3 separate regions of the Mus musculus genome follow, and all the other regions are linked to region 3. A link is a contact called in public HiChIP or PLAC-seq data. All regions are on one chromosome and are shown on one strand. The core of a region is the stretch at or near the end of the contact, and the rest is flanking DNA. Distances in the headings are between cores, read along the strand shown. Region 1 has its middle 89 kb from the start of Spred2. Region 2 has its middle 36 kb from the start of Sertad2. Region 3 has its middle 12 kb from the start of Gm39604.

Region 1 (4,017 bases), core at 1,114-3,613, 430 kb after region 3:
ACTGGGCCGATGGGCTGCAGCCAATCAGGGAGTGACACGTCCTAGGCGGAGGATAATTCTCCTTAAAAGGGACGGGGTTCTGGCACTCCCTCTCTTCGCCTCTTCGTTTCTTTGCTTCTTCGTCTCTTCTTCTCTTCGTTTCTTCCTCTCTTCGTCTCTTCATCTCTTCATCTCTTCGTCTCTTCCTCTGCTCTCTGCCCCTCTCTCTGCGTCTCTCTCTCTCTTCCTCTCTGCCTCTCTCTGCCGCGCTCTTCCTCTCTTGCTCCTGAGTAAGCAATAAAGCTTTTGCCGCAGAAGATTCTGGTTTGTTGCGTCTTTCCTGGCCGGTCGCGAACGCGCGTAAGACTTTGAGAAGAACGCTGTGTCATCGCTCTTTTCTGCTGCTCGGAGACAGAAGCGACAGGCAGGCAAAAGTCCTCATGTACCTGTGTGCATATATGTGGGAGTGTGCACATATCCTCATGCTATGTGGAATGTACGTGCTTGTGACTCCATGTGCATGTGTCTGTATGCAAGTGTGAGTGTGAATGTGAGTGCATGTCTGTGACCTGTGTACCAGTTTGCCCATGCCTTGTGTGCATGTTTGTGCATGCTCATGTGTGTGTATGTGAGCATGTGTGTGAACACGTGTGTGTACATGTGTGTGCTTGTCTGTATGTGCTAAAGCTGAGGCCATCAGAGGGCAGAAAGGTGAGCAGTGGTTAGTTTGGTAGAAAGTGTCATCTTTAAGCTTCAAGAACTAGGGAAAGGACTTGGCCATTGTTTGTTCATGCAGGGCAACAGGAGAGGTTTCTAGAGGCCCATGGGTGGTTGCAATCTTTAAAAGCTTTATTTATTTATATAGGTGTGTGTGTATGTCAAAGACAGTTGTGAATTTGGGTCCTCTGGAAGAGCAGCAAGCGCTTTTTTTTTTTTTTAAGATTTATTTATTTGTTATATCTAAGTACACTGTAGCTGTCTTCAGACACACCGGACAAGGCTGTCAGACCTCATCACAGATGGTTGTGAGCTGCCATGTAGTTGCTGGGACTTGTACTCGGGACCTTTGGAAAAGAAGTCAGTGCTCTTAACCGCTGAGCCACCTCTTCAGTACCAAGAGAAAATGCTTTTTTTTTTTTTTCTCTTCCTGGGCAAAGAATCTTTGGCTTTCACTATCTTCTCAGAAGAGTCTGTGACGTAAGAATGAACCACTGGTGTAGCAGAATCTTGCAACAGGGACGTTTGGCCATGTGTTGCCCCTCTTTGGCTTACAAGAGTGTGCAGAAAAGGCGGTGTGTGGAGGGCACTGTCTTGCCTGGGCTTGCTGCCTTTGACATTGCAGGTCTATGCTGCTGCTAAGAGGAGGTGGCTGGGGAAGAGATTCAAGGAGATGGGGTGGGGGTGGGGGTGGGGATGGCAGGTGACTGAAAGAGTGTGCACATCTGACAATCTGCCTATATCCCAGGTGCCAGATGTTTGCACCAGCTGCCCAGGGTACAGCCTGTAATCCAGGAACTTTGTAGCAGAGTGGGTGGTCCTTGTGGACATTAAGTGGGAACACTGGCAAGCAAAGGCAGTCCTCCAGTTTCCCAGGTGTCTCTGCTCTCACCTGCAAAGGATAAAAGTGACCCAGTCTGAAGGGCCCTGTGGCTGGCCAGATAACAGGCTTGCAACCAGAGGCACCGTTATTGGCAGCTTTTTCTCCCATCTGGAGCTGTAGGTGGTCTCTGTGGCCCCTACCAGAAGTATCCAAATAGATCCAGACCCAGAGTACGGGCTGGAAATGTGTGTGCAGGCTACCTGGCTGTTTCTTTGAGCATCCTGGGTTTAGTGTAATGGATGTTGTCTGAGGCTGAACTTGCCTGAACAAGGTTCCTCGTGGGACTTTCTTCTTTCAGAGTCAAGTCCATGTTTCCTTTGACAGAATCACAGTGCTCTTTCTGCCTAAGGACAGTTCATCCTATACCACACGATTCATCCTTGCAAGCGGATGGCAGCTCCTCCTATCCCTGCTAAAGGAGGAGTCATATCGTGGGCTCAGCCCCTGAGCAGCTTCATGCATATTACATTTAGGCTTCTGCACTGTGTGCACGATCCATACTGGAGGGATATTTATTTCCAGACCCGCCACATGCTCCCTGAGGCAGCCCCCACACAGATTTTAATTGCTAAACCGACTTATTCTGACTCAGTGTCTGTTTAGTAAAATGTCTGGAGATACAAAAGGGGGGGAGATAGGGGAGCTGGGCCAGATGCTGTCTGTGACTAACAGGACATCCACCAGAGGGGGCTGAGCAGCTCACTGGCATGTCATAGGTGGGTGGGCTTCTCAGAGCTCTTAGCTGTGCTCCATTGTGCTAAAACTGTAGTTGTGAATAAGCAATTGCATTAGAGCCTCTCGGCTGAGCTGACTCACTGCTGGTGACTGTTTCTGAGGAATGCCTCCAGGTCACAGGCTGCTCCAGCTTGTGGAGGCCAGGAAGCCAGCAGAGATCTCCTGAGTGTGCTCTTGACCTGGGCTCTGGCCCCTTGTTCCTCACCCCCTTTGTGGTGCCAGCCAGGGGTCTCTGAGAAAAGCGGGAGGTGGGGACTACACACCGGTTTCAGGGTGAGACTTGGGTTTGGTAGTGCTTAAAATCTTCAAAATCTTCCCCCTTTCCTTATTTATCTTTCTTTTCCTTCCTTCTTTTTTGAGGGGAACAGAGGGACACACACATGCACGCACACACACACACAAACACACACACACACACACACACACACACACACACACACACACACACACGGGGGTGTGGAGGTTGGTTCACCATGTAGCCTAGGTTATATAATCCTCCTGCCTTAGCTTTCTGGGATTACAGCTATGCAACTTCCTGGCCCAAGCCTTCAACATTCTCATTTATGGTTTTTGAGTCATCCTCCAAGGGCGGCCTGGGCACCCGTGCAGGCCTCTGTGCCTCCGGCATGAGGGAACCACCAGCTCGCTGAGCTGAGGCCCAAGTGCTCAGCTGCTTGTTGTAGCACGGATCACGTAAAATGTCACTGTCCTCCTCCCTGACGGTGCTGTCTTGAGTCTTTGTGACACAGCATTCCTGCTAAAGGATTGCTTCTAAGAGCTCCAGTAACAATTGAGGGAGTGTGGAGGTAAATAGATGGGATCTTTTGTCATTAATAATTGAATTTGAATTCACTCATATTTTGAAAGAACAGGGAAGCAGGCCCACAGGTTTTAGTAGTGAAACCTTTTGAGAAAGAGATCAGGGGAATCACAGAGTGCAGGGTCTGAGGCCATGGGAGGAGGCCGGGGCTACCGAGGCTACTGGACACTGTTAACACCACAATCCAGCTACTGCCAGCTGGGGCGACATTGCCACCATTTCTCCTCCATACAGACTTGTTAATGGATGCAGACACATTTGCCATAGCTCACGGGGCTTCACTGTTATTTAATGGGTCGAATCTGGGATGCTAGTTACAGATCCCATAATGCAGCCATCAGAGAAGAACCATCAAGCCCTAACACTGACAGGGCCACTTTGGTCATCCGGGCTACAAAGCATAGCAGTCATGCACCCACCCGTGTCCTCTCCCTTCTGTGGCCTGCCTTTGACATCACCTGAGTGACTTCCCCCAGCCCTGTTGAGAGCATTGTGTGTGCCAGGCACAGTGTCTTGATGTCCAGGTACAGCTGAGGCCAGTCAGGGAATGTGTCTGAAGACAGCCATTCTGTCTAGGGAACTTGGTCTCTATGCACTGGGTGGGAGTCTCCCAAGGCAGTATTTGATGGTAACCTTTGTCCTCAACAAATGCCAGCATCCACTGGGGACACTTTCCTCTGGGGTCCCATGCCATGTCCTGTGCTGGCAAGATCTGTGGTCTGAATGCTGTTCCAAAGGTGTGCTGGTTTCTCTCCCGTGAACCTCCCACTTGAGGAGAGTCTGGTCCTGATTCAGGAAGGATGCCAAACTCAGACTGAGAGAGCCCAGGGCTGTGTCCCTTCTCTTCAAAGACTGTTTATGACTGACTTGAAGATTTCTGCAG
Region 2 (3,721 bases), core at 1,042-3,541, 330 kb before region 3:
AGTTTGATTATTTCCTGCCGTCTACTCCTCTTGGGTGAATTTGCTTCCTTTTTTTCTAGAGCTTTTAGATGTGTTGTCAAGCTGCTAGTATGTGCTCTCTCCCGTTTCTTCATGGAGGCACTCAGAGCTATGAGTTTCCCTCTTAGAAATGCTTTCATTGTGTCCCAAAGGTTTGGGTACGTTGTGGCTTCATTTTCATTAAACTCTAAAAAGTCTTTAATTTCTTTCTTTATTCCTTCCTTGACCAAGGTATCATTGAGAAGAGTGTTGTTCAGTTTCCACGTGAGTGTTGGCTTTCTGTTATTTTTTTTGTTATTGAAGATCAGCCTTAGTGCATGGTGATCTGATAGGATACATGGGACAATTTCAATATTTTTGAATCTGTTGAGGCCTGTTTTGTGACCTATTATGTGGTCAATTTTGGAGAAGGTACCATGAGGTGCTGAGAAGAAGGTATATCCTTTTGTTTTAGGATAAAATGTTCTGTAGATATCTGTCAGATCCATTTGTTTCATCACTTCTGTTAGTTTCAGTGTGTCCCTGTTTAGTTTCTGTTTCCATGATCTGTCCATTGGTGAAAGTGGTGTGTTGAAGTCTCCCACTATTATTGTGTGAGGTGCAATGTGTGCTTTGAGCTTTATTAAAGTTTCTTTAATGAATGTGGCTGCCCTTGTATTTGGCGCATAGATATTCAGAATTGAGAGTTCCTCTTGGAGGATTTTACCTTTGATGAGAACAAAGTGCCCCTCCTTGTCTTTTTTGATGACTTTGGGTTGGAAGTCAATCTTATCAGATATTAGGATGGCTACTCCAGCTTGTTTCTTCAGTCCATTTGCTTGGAAAATTGTTTTCCAGCCTTTTATTCTGAGGTAGTGTCTATCTTTTTCTCTGAGATGTGTCTCCTGTAAACAGCAAAATGTTGGGTCTTGTTTGTGTAGCCAGTTTGTTAGTCTATGTCTTTTTATTGGGGAGTTGAGACCATTGATGTTAAGAGATATTAAGGAAAAGTAATTGTTGCTTCCTGTTATTTTTGTTGTTAAAGTTGGCATTCTGTTCTTGTGGCTGTCTTCTTTTAGGTTTGTTGAGGGATTACCTTCTTGTTTTTTCTAGGGCATTGTTCCCGTTCTTGTATTGGTTTTTTTCTGTTATTACCCTTTGAAGGGCTGGATTCGTGGAGAGATAATGTGAGAATTTGGTTTTGGAGTACTACTCAGCTATTAAAAAGAATGAATTTATGAAATTCCTAGCCAAATGGATGGACCTGGAGGGCATCATCCTGAGTGAGGTAACACATTCACAAAGGAACTCACACAATATGTACTCACTGATAAGTGGATATTAGCCCAAAACCTAGGATACCCAAGATATAAGTTACAATTTCCTAAAGACATGAAACTCAAGAAAAATGAAGACTGAAGTGTGGACACTATGCCCCTCCTTAGAAGTGGGAACAAATCACCCTTGGAAGGAGTTACAGAGACAAAGTTTGGAGCTGAGATTAAAGGGTGGACCATGTAGAGACTGCCTTATCCAGGGATCCACCCCATAATCAGCATCCAAACGCTGACACCATTGCATACACTAGCAAGATTTTATCGAAAGGACCCAGATGTAGCTGTCTCTTGTGAGACTATGCCGGGGCCTAGCAAACACAGAAGTGGATGCCCACAGTCAGCTAATGGATGGATCACAGGGCTCCCAATGGAGGAGCTAGAGAAAGTACCCAAGGAGCTAAAGGGATCTGCAACCCTATAGGTGGATCAACATTATGAACTAACCAGTACCCCGGAGCTCTTGACTCTAGCTGCATATGTATCAAAAGATGGCCTAGTCGGCCATCACTGGAAAGAGAGGCCCATTGGACACACAAACTTTATATGCCCCAGAACAGGGGAACGCCAGGGCCAAAAAGGGGGAGTGGGCAGGTAGGGGAGTGGGGGTGGGTGGGTATGGGGGACTTTTGGTATAGCATTGGAAATGTAAATGAGCTAAATACCTAATAAAAAATGGAAAAAAAAAAAAAAAAAAAAAAGACTGTCAAATTTAGAGACAGCTCTAAATAGAACGTCTGTATCAACCCCCTGTAAGGCACGGGGACATCCTGAAAGCGGAGGCAGAAAGAACAGAGGAGCTAGAGATGGAAAGTGTTGCCTTCTGAACGTAACACCATCGCCTGCACAAGACACGCAGAAGAGCATGCCAACAAGATTAGCCACTATCTAGCAGGCTGCGTTAGCCGGACTCCGTGGTCTGCCTCACCCTCAACCCCACCCCAAAGAACAAGAACAGACATGAAGGTGAGAAGGTGACACGTCGGGAGGAGAGTGGAGGGGAGTGAGGGGAGAAAGTGAAGTAGATATGACTAAGAGTGTATCCGTGATCTTAAAAAGAAAATGCCTTTGCTTATACCTACAGTTTGTATATTAGCAACGGGTCTTTGAAAGTTGCTCAAATAATTAATTTTTTTTAATCCTTTGAACCAAGGATTTCATTTCAAAGTAATAGTCTATATTATACAATCATATACATTTCATACTCTCTTCAATCAAACAATGTTACTGTATTTTGATTAAGAAGAGTATGAAATCTGTGAGATTTACAAAATGCTATAATATTCATGAGCAGTATAAACAAAAACAGCCAGTCTCCTTGCAATTCCTACCTCCAAACTCTCATACACACAGAGTGACCAGTGCTCGCTCGCTCGCTTGCTTGTATGTTCTCTCTCTCTGTCTCTCTCGGTGTGTCTGTGTGTGAGAGAGAAGCATTTGTAAATAATTCCATTGAGAAAGAATTTGTATACTGTACAATCCATCCATGACTCATCCAACTCGCAGGTTTTCACATTGGCAGGGTTGAAATCTTTGCACTTGGTGTTTAGACAGGATGTAATAGGAAGAAACCAAAGTGGGGGCAGTGGGGACGGGTGTGTGTGTGTGTGTGTCTGTGTGCACACTCGAGTGTATGTGTGTTACAGAAATGCCTACCCTTTTCAGAAGTAAAAATCGGTACCTTCCAACATTAACCTGTGCAGTTTCTTTCCAAATGACTGCCCTTCAGCCCTGCACCTTCCTCAGGCCATGGAAAGAAGAACCTCTACGGCACAGACTCCCATGGAGCCTCTGTGCCATGTGCAAAGTGCTGGACGGGAAACAGGCGTGCTCAGACGGTGGCCATCAGGGCCCCCGTCAGTGGAAACTTTTGCCAGGGCCTATTCTGGGCTCCTGCTTTGGAATTTCCTGCCACTACCCTGAGGAAGCGGTGAGACCCTGTTGTGGTTTAGCTGATCCAGTGGACAAATGTTTGTCGATACCAGCCATATTCCAATTATTCTGCTAAGTGCAGAAAGCGTAAGTGCAGCTTACAGCACACAGCGCACGTGCCATCAGCTCCACCGTGCAGGCAGGTCACTGGCAATGCAAATGTACGGGCCACAGAAGGGACAGGAGACACAAGCTGTCTCTAGGAAAGGAACAGCTTTGTCGTGTAAGGGACAATTCCTACCACATTCACCCCCACATTCCAACACCAGCACAGGCTGAGCTTCCCCACCCTCCTCTTAGGCAATGTGACCGAGTAAGAGTAAACCTTTGTCTGTCTCCATAGAATTACTAAACTACAACAAAAACATGTTCTACATCATTTAGCTGCAAGGTGCAAGGGTGATGGTCACTCTCTGTGGACTCCAATAACATGAATTCCTTAGTTCAACATTAGTGCT
Region 3 (4,078 bases), core at 122-2,621:
AAACCAAAGACTTATTCTGTCAAAGCAAGCAATACATAGTTTTGTAAAGACATTTGTATAGAACATGTAAAGTGTATGGATCGATTAAGGAAGATCAATAAAGACAACTGCCCTGCTTTAGAGGATAGATAGTTTGATCACATAATCAAACCACAATATAAATTTCCATTTATGTCATCTTAAAGGATGGTATGTAATAATAAGTCATGAGAATTTTTGTTCCCAATAAGAGTTATTGGCTGAATATAGACATTTAAGTCTCAGCTGGCCCCAGAGCTGCCTCTGTGTACATATACATCACTTATCTTGTTGATCTTGTTAGTCTCCTTCTTGTCCATAGCCAAAATCTTTAGGGGGGGGTCTCTCTTTGTCATGTCTGATTTTTATCAACTTGAAAGAAACCCATACCTTTTCTTTTCCTGTGGAAACATAGGCATAACCTCTCCCCCAGAGTACCACATTTCTTGTTTTCTATTCTGATGTTAGAACATCCTTAAAATAAGCAGGCTGATTTAGTTTAGTAGATTTTCCCACAATCTAATGTCTCTTAATAGCCATAGTTTTTTGTTCATTAGCACTTAAAAATTTTAAGGTTAATAAAGTACTATATAGGGCTGGAGAGATGGCTCAGTGATTTAGAGCACCAATTGCTCTTCCAGAGGTCCTGAGTTCAATTCCCAGCAACAAATGGTGGCTCACAGCCATCTGTAATGGGATCTGATGCTCTCTTCTGGTGTGTCCCAAGAGTGACAGTGTAGCTACATTAAATAAATAAATCTTTAAAAAATAAAGTACTATATAATATATCTTTAGAGATCTTCATTGCCCCCTTTTGTTTTATATTATATTACGTTTAAAATTTGTTTTATTTTATTAGATACATATGCCAGACCATTGTTCGTTTTAATTTGTATGGGTATATAATGGCCATAACTTCTAACAAATGTGTAATTATAGAATCAACCTTTTCTGAAGTTAAGGCAGTTGCCCATTGAAATCTTGAATATGTGTCTATTGTATGATGCACATATCTCAGTTTACTAAACTGAATATATCTATTGCCAAATTTCACTTCTTTGAGTACCTTTAGGGTTAATTCATGTAGGTAATGGAGTTTGGTTATATAATGTAAGTAGCACATTGTCTCACAATTTTCTTGGCTTGTTGCCAGGTGATAGGGAATTCTTCCTTTAAACATTTACTGTTAACATGTTTTTTAATGGCATTTTGAAGCGTCTAATACACTTCCAATCAATAGGTGATCAATTTTATTATTACCTTGTGCCGGAGGGCCTGGCAGACCTGTATGGGATCTCATGTGGGATATATATAGTGGATGACTCCTAGTCTTGATTATTTGTTGTGGCTGAATAAACAGTGAGTCAATTTAGAGTCATCCTGAGTAAGTTTAGCAGTCTCTATGTGCAAAACAACCCTTTTGTATATGGAGAGTCAGTTACTATATTAAGAGGCTCTTGAAAATCCGATAACATCATAAGTATTGTATATAATTGAACTGATTTATAGGGACTATTTGTCAATTTTTATCTTGTGTCCATAACAAGACAATCTCTATATTCATAAAAGGTACAACAATTTTAGCTGGATCCATTACAGCTAACTGTCAACGTCTCATTTTTCCTTTTAGCATCAATTTAGAAAACTTTGCTATGTAGGTTTTTAATTTCTTACTGTTTCTGTGTTTAAAATATTCATTTTAAGATATAATCTTGCCTCTGCCTGAGAATTCCTGTAGGGGAATGAGTAGAAGGCAAAATAACTAAGATGCAGGCCATCTTTGGATTAATATGATCTAGATGTGTATCCTGAAATTTACTTTCTACCAAAGCGAACTCTTTTTCAGCCTTGGCAGATAATTTTCTCAGGCTATTTAAATCTTTATCAACTTGTAAGTTTTGAAATAAATTGTTTACCTCTTGAGTAGCCAAGCCAATTGCAGGTCACAGCCAGTTAATATCTTCTAGTAGCTTCTGAAAATCATTAAGAATCTTTAATTGGTTTTTTTTTTTTTTCTGATTTGCACCTTTTGTGGCCTACCCTTTTATAGACTTATTCTATATACTAGATAATTAATGTAATCCTCTCTTGTGTCTTTTCAGGGATGATTTATAATTACCAGAAAGTCAAGGCAGGGATTTTTAGAAGGGGTTGCTTGTTCGTTTGTTTGTTTTTATTTTTTAAGATTTATTTATTTATTATATGAGTACACAGTTGATATCTTCAGACACACCAGAAGAGGGCATTGGATCCCATTACAGATGGTTGTGAGCCACCATGTCGTTGCTGGGAATTGAACTCAGGACCTCTGGAAGAGCAGTCAGTGCTCTTAACCCCTGAGCCATCTCTCCAGCCCTTTGTTTGCTTTTCTTCATCTAACATTCTTTTTAGGATATTTATATCTTAATCAGTCAGTATGATATCATCTATATAATAATAAATAATGTATTAAGGAAATTGTTTATGAATCATCTATAATGGCTGTTATACAAAATACTGACATGAGGTAGGGCTATTTAACATTCTTTGTGGCAGGACTTTCCAATGATATCTTTTTATTGTCCAACCTCTATTAAAGGTAGGTACTGAGAAAACCAACCTTTCCTTATCATGTTCATATAAAGGAATTGTGAAAAAAAAAAAAAAACAATCTTTTAGATCAATCACTATGATAGGCCATTCCTTAGGCAACAAGAAAGGCAATGCAGTTCCAGGCTGCAGGGAACCCATTGGCTGAATAATCTTATTGATTGCTCTGAGATCTGTCAACATCTTTCATTGGCCAGACTTCTTTTTAATGACAAATACTGGAGAATTCCAAGGGCTGGTGGACTCTTCTGTATATTGAGCCTCTAGCTGTTCCTGGACTAGCTGTTCTAGTGCCTGTGTTTTTCTTTTGTCATATACCATTGACCAATTCAAATGGATTGGTCAGTCAGCCACCTTAGTGGTAAGGCTGTTGGTGTCTTATCAGCAGTGGCTCTTTGAGGTCGAGCTGAATTGTCAGCCTCTGCTGTATCTTATTTATGGACAGCCTGGACAGTCTGTAACTGTCTTTGATAACATTCCTTAACTAATTTGATGTTTTTATTAGGATCCTGACTGGTTTTGCAAACTGAAAGGATATTAATTTGCATTTTCCACTACTGTAACAGATCTCTTCCCCATAAGTTTATGGCTATATCGGCCATCTATGACTTTAATTTTCCTATTTGACTTTCAGGTCCTATATACTAAATCATTTGCTTTATTTGGAATAAAGCTCCAACTCCTTGAAATTGGATGTCTACTTCTTGAAGTGGCTAACCTATAGACTAAAATTTTGGAGTGATAATGTGACATCTGCTTCATTGTTAACCATTCCTTTAATTTCAATATTGTTTACTAATATTCTTAGCTTGGGCCTTTGATCCTCTATTGAAGTTTGTCAAAATATTTGGTTTTGGCCCCTTTTTAGCTTTTTAAATTGTCTATAGAATTTGACTCCACCTTGTTATCTGGTCTCACAATGTCTGTTTTCAGAGCAGTAGAGTTTAATTGTCCCGAGAAAGAAAACTCTCCCTGTTTAGCATTGGGGCCTGCAAGAGCCCCACCCCCACTCCCAGGAGACTTTTGGTAAAATGTTGCCCCATTTGTCTGTTGTTGCTCTACATTCCCTAGTCCTACGGCCTTTGCCATATCTTTTACATATTCCAGGAGGCATAGACTCCCTTTGGGATTAATCTGTTTTTCTCTGTAGTTTATCTTGAAATGACCCTGCTCACCACAATTAAAACATTTGAAATTTTGGGTCGTCTCAAGGACTCTAGTGGCAGCTTCTCTTATTAAGGTCCTATCAGGCAAACGAGGCCCAACATCAGCAGTATATCTAATCCACTCCATCCATCGATGCTGACCTTGCCCTCAGTGGTCTGATTATTTCTTTGCATTCAGCATTCACATTTTCAAAAGCCAAAGACTCGATTGGTGCCTCTCTTGCTGATGGATCCCATATACTTCTTTCTATAGCAGAAGTCAACCTTTGTAAAAAGTCAGGGAATGTTTTCTTTGGACCTTGTAT

What was found. HiChIP or PLAC-seq counts read pairs in DNA pulled down with a chosen protein or histone mark.
Region 1: a FOXA1 HiChIP or PLAC-seq map of pancreatic cancer cells shows a contact between it and region 3. The contact joins two enhancer-like sites. A contact is called at or near these places in 17 of 39 promoter capture datasets (the 3T3-L1 cell line, 3T3-L1-derived adipocytes, the C10 cell line and 10 more), 1 of 15 datasets of contacts at CTCF or cohesin (the NIH/3T3 cell line), 20 of 484 Hi-C or Micro-C datasets (CD4 T cells, CD8 T cells, the G1E-ER4 cell line and 13 more) and 2 of 115 datasets of contacts at active chromatin or transcription factors (embryonic stem cells and pancreatic cancer cells).
Region 2: a FOXA1 HiChIP or PLAC-seq map of pancreatic cancer cells shows a contact between it and region 3. The contact joins two enhancer-like sites. A contact is called at or near these places in 4 of 39 promoter capture datasets (embryonic stem cells, liver, stem cell-derived epiblast-like cells and 1 more), 1 of 484 Hi-C or Micro-C datasets (the G1E-ER4 cell line), 1 of 115 datasets of contacts at active chromatin or transcription factors (pancreatic cancer cells) and 1 of 9 other capture datasets (embryonic stem cells).

What each region holds. Positions count from the first base shown.
Region 1 is chr11:19,833,682-19,837,698 of GRCm38.p6, reverse strand. No RefSeq gene overlaps it. Among named protein-coding and RNA genes, the nearest start is that of Spred2, 89 kb to the left of the region's middle. Within about 2 kb of position 2,363, at least 118 of the 459 cell types and tissues checked have an H3K27ac peak or open chromatin away from gene starts, as enhancers often do. A contact at or near this core is called in pancreatic cancer cells, where this site is marked.
Region 2 is chr11:20,594,156-20,597,876 of GRCm38.p6, reverse strand. It overlaps a transcript of Sertad2 not described here. Among named protein-coding and RNA genes, the nearest start is that of Sertad2, 36 kb to the left of the region's middle. Within about 2 kb of position 2,291, at least 35 of the 459 cell types and tissues checked have an H3K27ac peak or open chromatin away from gene starts, as enhancers often do. A contact at or near this core is called in pancreatic cancer cells, where this site is marked.
Region 3 is chr11:20,264,389-20,268,466 of GRCm38.p6, reverse strand. No RefSeq gene overlaps it. Among named protein-coding and RNA genes, the nearest start is that of Gm39604, 12 kb to the right of the region's middle. Within about 2 kb of position 1,371, at least 5 of the 459 cell types and tissues checked have an H3K27ac peak or open chromatin away from gene starts, as enhancers often do. A contact at or near this core is called in pancreatic cancer cells, where this site is marked.